Regions from separate parts of the Ovis aries genome. Here region 2 is linked to region 1. Evidence: chromatin contacts called from public Hi-C data. All regions are on one chromosome and are shown on one strand. Each heading gives the region's core, a stretch centred on a gene start, on an enhancer-like site or on the middle of the called end of the contact. The rest is flanking DNA. Distances are from core to core; before and after follow the strand shown. Region 1 holds the start of ABCG2 (ATP binding cassette subfamily G member 2 (Junior blood group)). Region 2 holds the start of PKD2 (polycystin 2, transient receptor potential cation channel).

What was found. A called contact is a pair of places that touch in the nucleus more often than the background predicts.
Region 2: a Hi-C map of liver shows a contact between it and region 1, with 7 times the contacts expected there. The contact joins the promoter of PKD2 here to the promoter of ABCG2 in region 1. A contact is called at or near these places in 2 of 16 Hi-C or Micro-C datasets (both in liver).

What each region holds. Positions count from the first base shown.
Region 1 is chr6:37,160,434-37,165,106 of ARS-UI_Ramb_v3.0, forward strand. It overlaps ABCG2 (ATP binding cassette subfamily G member 2 (Junior blood group)), which reads left to right and starts at 2,782. Exons shown (of 16, transcript NM_001078657.1): 1 at 2,782-2,918.
Region 2 is chr6:37,345,895-37,350,110 of ARS-UI_Ramb_v3.0, forward strand. It overlaps PKD2 (polycystin 2, transient receptor potential cation channel), which reads right to left and starts at 2,364. Exons shown (of 15, transcript XM_027970884.3): 1 at 1,665-2,364. The coding sequence starts at 2,265.

The DNA.
Region 1 (4,673 bases), core at 1,532-4,031:
TTCATTCACTGTTCTATCCTCAATATCTAAGATTGTGCCTGAAACATGTCTTTGTTGGTGTTAAATTGCTGTCGTATCCAACTCTTCTGTGACTCCATGGCCTATAGCCTGCCAGGCTCCTCTGTCCATGGGATTTTGTAGGCAAGGATACTGGAGTTGATTACCAGTTCCTTCTCTAGGGGATCTTTCTGACCAGGGATCGAACCCATGGCTCCTGCACTGGCAGGCGAATTCTTACCACTGAGCCAACTGGGAAGCATGTGCCTGAAACATAGTAGGCGCTCAATACATATTTCTAGACTAACTACGTAAATATCATTAACGTTCTTGGAGAAGAGTAAACAAATGTCTCTAGTGTCTCTAGAGAAGTTCAAGGTAGGCAGAGATCAGCATGCTGGGAAAATCACCTATATGTGTACTGAATTCACTGAGAGGTAAGACAGAAGTAGTGTTTGTTAGAGAGAGCAATAGTGTCTCAGTTACTGATAAGTGGGAAAAGAGGTCACAGAGTCCAAAGATAGCAGCAGCCATGGAAAGTAGCCAGTGATGAAGTCTGGTGACCTGAAACTCAAAGCTGAGATTTGGGAAAAGTGAGTAGATGATCCACTCTGGGCTGTTCACATTTTGCAGTGGTTTCTTCTCTCAAAATAAACAAGATCAGAATGTGAAATTCTCCATCGTAACCTCAAGGGAAGCACTTTTGCTTCTGTAATGACTTTTGAAACCCACTCCGGTACTCTTGCCTGGAAAATCCCATGGCCGGAGGAGCCTGGTAGGCTGCAGTCCACGGGGTCGCTAAGAGTCGGACATGACTGAGCGACTTCACTTTCACTTTTCACTTTCATGCATTGGAGAAGGAAATGGCAATCCGCTCCAGTTTTCTTGCCTGGAGAGTCCCAGGGACGGGGGAGCCTGGTGGGCTGCCGTCTATGAGGTCGCACAGAGTTGGACACGACTGAAGTGACTTAGCAGCAGCAGCCCCAATGACTTTTTATGCTTTAATCACAAGAGGGCACCAGAGTCTAGCAAAAGATCACTTTTTTTTTTTCTTCATCTAAAGCTGCGTGCATGCTCTATTGTTCAGTCGTGTCAGACACTTTGCAACCCCATTGACTGTAGCCTGCCAGGCTCCTGTCCATGGGGATTCTTCAGGCAAGAATACTGGAGTGGGCTGCCATTTCCTACTCCAGGGAATCTTCCTGATCCAGGGATAGAACCTGCATCTCCTGTGTTTCCTGCATTGGCAAGTGGATTCTCTACCACTGAGCCACCTGGGAATACCCTATCTAAAGCTTTTTGTTGTTCTATTGCTAAATCCGACTCTTTGCCACCCTATGGACTACAGTAGGGCAGGCTCCTCCAACCTTCACTATCTTCCGGAGTTTGCTCGAATTCATGTCCATTGAGTTGGTGATGCTAACTATCTCAACCTCTGTCTTTGCCCTCTGCTTTTGCCTTCAGTCTTTTCCAGCATCAGGGTCTTTTTTAATGAAGTTGGCTCTTCACGTTAGGTGGCCTTTAATGGAGCTTTAATTCCAGCATCAGTCCTTCCAATGAATATTCACTGAAGAAGGGGTGCAATTAATAATTACTTGGAGCCATATGTGTAAACAGGGGCTTTTCCTATGCAAACTGGGACATAAGCTCTACACAATATGAGCATGACCAATTTAATTATGAGGTAGCTCTACACTAAGGGGTCTTATTGTCAAAATCACTACAAATGCTTATGACACACTAATAGATTAGAAAGAAAAGTGACCAAACTTGCTTTTATCTTGAAGCGAAGATCAAGAAAGGCTTTCCCCTGTACCCTACTTCCCTAATTATCTTTATTGCCTGTCCTATTTTTCTCCTTAGTGTGATCTTAGTTTGATTATACCCTCAAGTAAGAGAATTGTTTTATCCAAAATTATCTCGATTATTTGAAAGTGGTCTAAAGTGTTCTCTAAATTCTCACAGTTCTTTTCTGCATATCTCTTATCTTCTATACTATATATTAATTATTTATATACTTGTTTTATTTATTCTTTTGAACATGACTCACATGCTGAGGATGTGAAAAAATAGGTTGTGAAAATGGCTTTTTTTTCCTTCTAGTTTTATTGAGATACAGTTGATATAACTTAGCACTGTATAAGTTGGAAGTATATACAGCATAATGATTTGGTTTACATACATCATGAAGTTATCACAATAAGTTTAGTCAGTATCCATCATCTCACTTATGTAGAAAATTAAAAGAGTCCTGTTATTAGCATAAATTCAAAGTATGGTTGAAAGGAGATTGTGGTGAATAACAAAAGCTCCTATGAGTCTTATCACTGAATAAATTACAAGAGTTCTAGGGGACTTCCCTGGTGGTGGTCCAGTGGTTAAGACTCAATACTTCGAATGCAGAGGACACTTGTCAGGGAATTTCCCATGCACCATGCAGTATAGCCAAAAACTTAAAAAAGTAAAGAGTTTCAGAAGCTGTGTCGGGAACCAAGGGCAAAGACTGAATATGAATTTCTTACTGTATTTTTTTATGTCACTCTTGAAAACATACTATCAGCTTCTACTAGCCAGCCACCAGAGAATTTGAGGATGAGGGTAGTTGCCTGAGAAACCAACCATGGGATTAGAGGGTTGAACTTTCAGTCTCAACCTCCAGGAGGATAGAATGCTGAAAGTTGGGTTAATCAGTAACTGTTGACGATTGATTTAATCGATCACGCCTACGTAATGGAACTTCCCTAAAACCCCCTAATTTAAGGGAGAGTTCAGAGAGTTTCAGGATTGGTGTACACATCAAGGTGCTGAGAGGTGAGGGTGTACCCAGAGACTGCATGAAACTCTATGCTGCTTCTTCTGGCTTGGCCCTATGGATCTCTTCTATTTGGCTGTTCCTGAGTTGTATCCTTTATAATACACCAGTAAGTAAACTGTTTTCCCAATTTCTGTGAGTTGGTCTAACAAATTATTACACTTGAGAAGGGACTAGTGGGAACACCTGATTTGTAGCTGGAAACCTGGGACTTGCAACTGGTGAACTGGGGCAGTTTTGTAGGACTGATTCTTACTCTGTATTCAGTTCAGTTCAGTTCAGTTGCTTAGTCGTGTCCGACTCTTTGCGACCCCATGGACTGCAGCATGCCAGGCCTCCCTGTCCATCACCAACTCCTGGAGTTTGCTCAAACTCATGTCCATTGAGTCAGTGATGCCATCCAACCATCTCATCCTCTGTTGTCCCCTTCTCCTGCCACCTTCAATCTTTTCCAGCATAAGGCTCTTTTCCAGTGAGTCAGTTCTTTGCATCAGGTGGCTGAAGTATTACAGTTTTAGCTTTAACATCAGTCCTTCCAATGAATATTCAGGACTGATCTCCTTTAGGATGGACTGGTTTGATCTCCTTGCAGTCCAAGGGACTCTCAGGAGTCTTCTCCAACACCACAGTTCAAAAGCATCAGTTCTTCAGCGCTCAGCTTTCTTTATAGTCCAACTCTCACATCCATACATGACTACTGGAAAAAGCAAACCTTTGACTAGACAGACCTTTGTTGGCAAAGTAATGTCTCTGCTTTTTAAAATGCTATCTAGGTTGGTCATAACTTTCCTTCCAAGCAGTAAGCTTCTTTTAATTTCATGGCTGCAGCCACCATCTGCAGTGATTTTCAAGCCCCTCAAAATAAAGTATATTGTTTCATCTGTCTACCATGAAGTGATGGGACTGGATGCCATGATCTTAGTTTTTTTAATGTTGAGCTATAAGCCAACCTTTTCCACTCTCCTCTTTCACTTTCATCAAGAGGCTCTTTAGTTCTTCTTTGCTTTCTGCCATAAAGGTGGTGTCATCTGCATATCTGAGGTTATTGATATTTCTCCCAGCAATCTTGATTCCAGCTTGTGCTTCATCCAGCCCAGTATTTCACTTGAAGTACTCTGAATATAAGTTAAGTAAGCCAGGGTGACAATATATAGCCTAGATGTACACCTTTCCCAATTTGGAACTAGTCTGTTGTTCCATGTCCAGTTCTGTTGCTTCCTGACCTGCATACAGATTTCTCAGGAGGCAGGTGAGGTGGTCTGTTATTCCCATCTCTTTAAGAATGTTCCTCAATTTGTTGTGATCCATACAGTCAAAGGCTTTAGAATAGCCAATAAAGCAGAAATAGATGTTTTTTGGAACTGCCTTGCTTTTTCTATGATCCAACTAGACAGATGTTCTCAATTTGATCTCTGGTTCCTCTGCCTTTTCTAAATCCAGCTTGAACATCTGGACATTCTTGGTTTATGTACTGTTGAAGCCTGGCTTGGAGAATTTTGAGCATTGCTTTGCTAGCGTGTAAGATGAGTGCAATTGTGTGGTAGTCTGAGCCTTATTTGGAACTGTCTTTTTTGGGGATTGGAATGAAAACTGACCTTTTCCAGTCCTGTGGCCACTGCTGAGTTTTCCAAATTTGCTGGCATCTTGAGTGTAGCACTTTCACAGCATCATCTTTTAGGATTTGAAATAGCTCAATTGGAATTCCATCACCTTCCCTAGCTCTGTTCATAATGATGCTTCCTAAGGCCCACTTGACTTCACACTCCAGGAATGTCTGGCTCTAGGTGAGTGATCACACCATCATGATTATCTGGGTCATGAAGATGTGTTTTGTATAGTTGTTCTGTGTATTCTTGCCACCTCT
Region 2 (4,216 bases), core at 1,114-3,613, 190 kb after region 1:
TAATTGGTAAGGTTAGGAGATCTTATCAACCATTGATAAGGTTGGACCAGAAGTTTTACTGTTACTTTATTCACTGTAAATTTTTTGAAACTTTTCTTTAAAAGAAATAAACTTACATATGCACTCACATATTTCACGTAGTTACATTCCATTATTGAGCTTTTTCAGACAATATGAAATGTGTTATTAAACACTCAAGCTGAGTTAAAAGGATCATGACTTTCCATTGCTTATTAACTTATAAGAAACCTCTCATTTTAGTGAATATTTTAAAAAGCACAGTTAATATGAAGTAAAATAATATAAACTTTGAATACAATTTGGAACCTTAAAAAAGTATTAATGAGTTTTTTCACTAATCTTCTCACACAGGTGACTAAAAAGGGTCTTTTGGTCCCCACCATGCCCTGAATCAATTAAACTAGCATAATCACTATGTAAGAGCACCAAAAGGTACACTTTTAGAATCCATGACTTAATTTCTACTTATGAAGCACTCACAACATGGCAGACTTGCTACATATGTTATGTCTCATCTCATTTAATTCTCCCATGTCAAGAGCTAAGTATTATGATTATCTCTTTTTTTAAACAAAATAAAAAACTGGAGATCAGAGCGGTTAAGCAGTTTGCTAGAGGTCATTCAGTCAACCTGTGGTGTAATTGGGATTCAGGTATAAGCCTGACTTGGTACTAATCATGTTGCTATGAAAATATCTGGATAGTTTTTTGTGCAAGATTTTCAAAACTGACAGGAACGGAAGGGAAGGGAGAATTTCAAAAGACTGAGACTGGAAAAACTCTCAAAAGTAGAGATTAAAATCATTTGGATGGTAAGAGCAAACACAACTCTTTTCCAAGGATGCCTCTGACAAAACTTTGCAAAAACAGGATCCCATCTGCTCCTGGAAAATTTGTGTCCTCTTAAAAGGCACTGGCAATTTTTGAAAATTCCTTTCCTGCCTTTTGGAGAGCTGGGTGCACCAAACTCTGACATATTTCCACACAGCTGGTATCTGATGACTTCACTGTTTCATTGGAATGTCAAAGAACATTAATTTAGTTATTTAAAAACATACTTTCAAGTTTTTCAAACAATGTTAACATTTACTTTGCAACTGTTTAGGGGGAAAACATGCCTAGAATTAGAAATAGCCAAGTAACTGTTTTCCTAAACATTTTATTCTATTCGTCTCCTCTAAACAACCACAGACATCACCAAAACAACATCAGTGACTACCCAATGACACTCCTCCCACAACTGGGACACTGTGTTGCTTACCCTTTCCAGAACGGGATAAGGAGCAACAGGACATCCAGGCCAGTGGAAGACTATGGGTGCTAGCAGAGAATTTTTGTTTTTATTTAGTGAAATTAGCAAATATGCAGTTGCAACCACCATTATAAGCTGTCTTATAAGATGACAGATTTTCTTTTAGAAGGAGGTATCCAATAAATTTGCACCAACAAGGGCGCCGTGGAATTCCGCGCTAGGTACCGGAAATAGAGCAGAATTAGCAGAGGTGGGGAAGACGCTTCCAAGGGAGGCGGGGACGCAAAGGGGATGCGAGCTGGAGCCCGAGAGAGCTGCCCTCAGCGCGGATGGCTCCGACAGCGCCCGCAGTTCTGGTTTGTGCATCAGCCGCTGAGGGTCGCGCTCTTACCTCGCAGCCCGCGAACGAGTCTCTCGGCCCAGGCCACTCGGGGATGCTGCCCGTCCAGGGGGAGGTGGCGATGCAGCGGGTCCCCGCCGCCGGCGGGGCTGGGACTCGGCGGGCCCTGGTCCTCTCGCTGACGCCGCCTCCCGCTCGGATGGCCCGCACCGTGGTAGCCCCCCAGCCCCCGGCCCCGGGCGCCCGCGGAGCTCACGGCCGAGGAGGAGGCCGACCTCCTGCTGCCGGGGCGCCACTCTACGTCCATCTCCACCACCATTCCCCCTTCTTCTCCCTCCACCTCCTCTTCCTCCTCTTCCTCCTCGGCCTCGAAGCCCGGGTTGTCGCGGCTCCACGCCTGCCGCGAGCACGACGAGAGCGGAGGAGATGGGGAGGCCGAGGCTCCGGCCGGGGGGTCCCGCGCGGCCGCCTGCCGGATGCGCTCCATCTCGATCTCCAGGCCCCTCTGCTCGCGGAGGCCGCCCGGGGCAGCGAGGCCGGCGCCGGCAGTCGCGCCGCCCGCCATCAGCCGCCCGGGGCCCGGCGCTCGAGGGGCCGGCGACCGCCTCGCGTCCCCGGGCTGCTGCGGCTGCACGCGGCTCGAGTTCACCATCACGGTCACTGGCGCCCGGGGCGCCCTCGCCGCGCGCCGAGCTCGGCGCCGCCTGCCGCAGGAGCCATGTTCCTTTCTTCCTCGGGCCCGCCGCCTCCTGCTCCCCGCCCCCGACCTCCCTGCAGTCCCGCGTCCCTCTCCCGCCCCCTCGGCCCGCCTCCCCCAGCCTCGCCTCGCCCAGCGGCCGCGGCGCGCTGCAGGGGGAGGCGCGAGGAAGCCGCCCCCGCAGCCGGCGCGCTCGGGGAGCGGCGTCCGGGCCGGAGTTCCAAGGGCAGCCAGAGCCCGGGCGCGCGCGCCCGCATTCCTTTCGGGTGGAAGGGCGCGGGCGGGGTGGGAGTCGCTGACCCGCCCGCTTGCCTGCCCGCAGGGAAAGGGTTTCGGGAGCTGTCACTGCCTGCGTGACTTGAGATAATGCTTGGGTCCCCGTTACCCGCCCGCCACTTCTACCTCGATTGACCAAAGTGCGAGGCGAGAGGTAAACCGCTTTATGGGATAGTGAGAGAAAACGAGATCCAGCCTGAACTGATGTCTGCAGCAGGGGCAAAATCTTTCCTTCATCTGAAAACTATCAATACCGACTAACTCCTAGCGCTGACTTCCTTGGCCTTTGGAGGGCGGCCCTCCTCGCCACGATTCTGCTGCTTTTTGGATGGTCTCTTTGGCTTCCCTCTCCACACTTTGTGGGGACCCCAAGAATATGGTCTCGGGGCTTCTGAACGGCTGGTGCTCCGCGTGAGGTCCGCCGATCCCTTCCCACCACCCCACCACCGGTGACTAGCGGAATCCTACACATCCAGCTCGACACTCTGCAGTTGTCTCAAACTTCATTCATCCCAAACGACATTTATTATCTTTTCACCTCTTCTCTAAGCCTGCTTCACCTTCTGTATCCCCGGTTGAGATCTGAGGCATCCCTCAACTCCCCAAACTACACTTCATGTTATCCTCATCTACTTACTCTTGTCCTACACTTCATTTTCCCCAAACTATGTTACTTCTGCCCCACAAATATCTCTCTGATGGGACCTCTGATACTCATTCCCATTGTCAATGATTTTTGTCCAGGGCCCTTAGAGCTTGTTTTGTTCTTCATTGGAACAATGGATCTGCCAACTCCACCTTCCTTTTCCACTTCCTGATATCCACTGTTTCCAAATCATGTTCTGGAACCAAACCTATTCATGTCACGTTGATGCTTAGACTTCTATGGAGGCTTCTGACAGCTTAAAGGATAACATTTAATTTCTGTAGTTTGACTTAGTAAATTTTCACAATCTGCTCCTATATTTTTTGCTAGGGTCGTCATAACAAAGTACCACAGACTGGGTGTCTGAAACAGCAGACATTTATTTTCTCACAATTCTAGAGGCTGGAAGTCTCAGATCAGGGCGTTGACAAGGTTGGTTTCTTCTGAGGCCTCTCTCCTTGGCTTGTAGGTGGCTGTCTTCTCCCTGCGTCTTCACATGCCCTTACCTCTGTGTGCGTCTGTGTCCTAATTTCCTCTTTTTTTATGAGGACACCAGTCAGATTCCTGGATGAGGGCCCATTATAATGATCTCATTTTTTACTTAATTACCTTTCAAAAAGACCCATTTTCCAATACAGTCACATTCTGAGATGCCCTGGTAGGGGAGGGGAGGGTGTTTGACTTCAACATGGGAATTTCTGAGGGGACACAATTCAGCCCATTAAAGCTCCCAGTCTGCTCTTCTAGCATGGTTTCCCACCCCATACAGCCACCTACGCAGCACCTTTTGCTGGTTCCCTGTGCCCTCATCAAATGCTGTTTGTATTTAGGTAATCACAGCCATCTTATCATCTAATCCTGCAGTTTATCTGCAGGTGTCTGTATCCTTCACTTAACTATGCTGGTCTCAAGGGTAGGGCTGGTGGATGTGAATTACTGGCCTGGCTCATGCCACCCATCAATTCCTTTAGAAGACATTTCTTG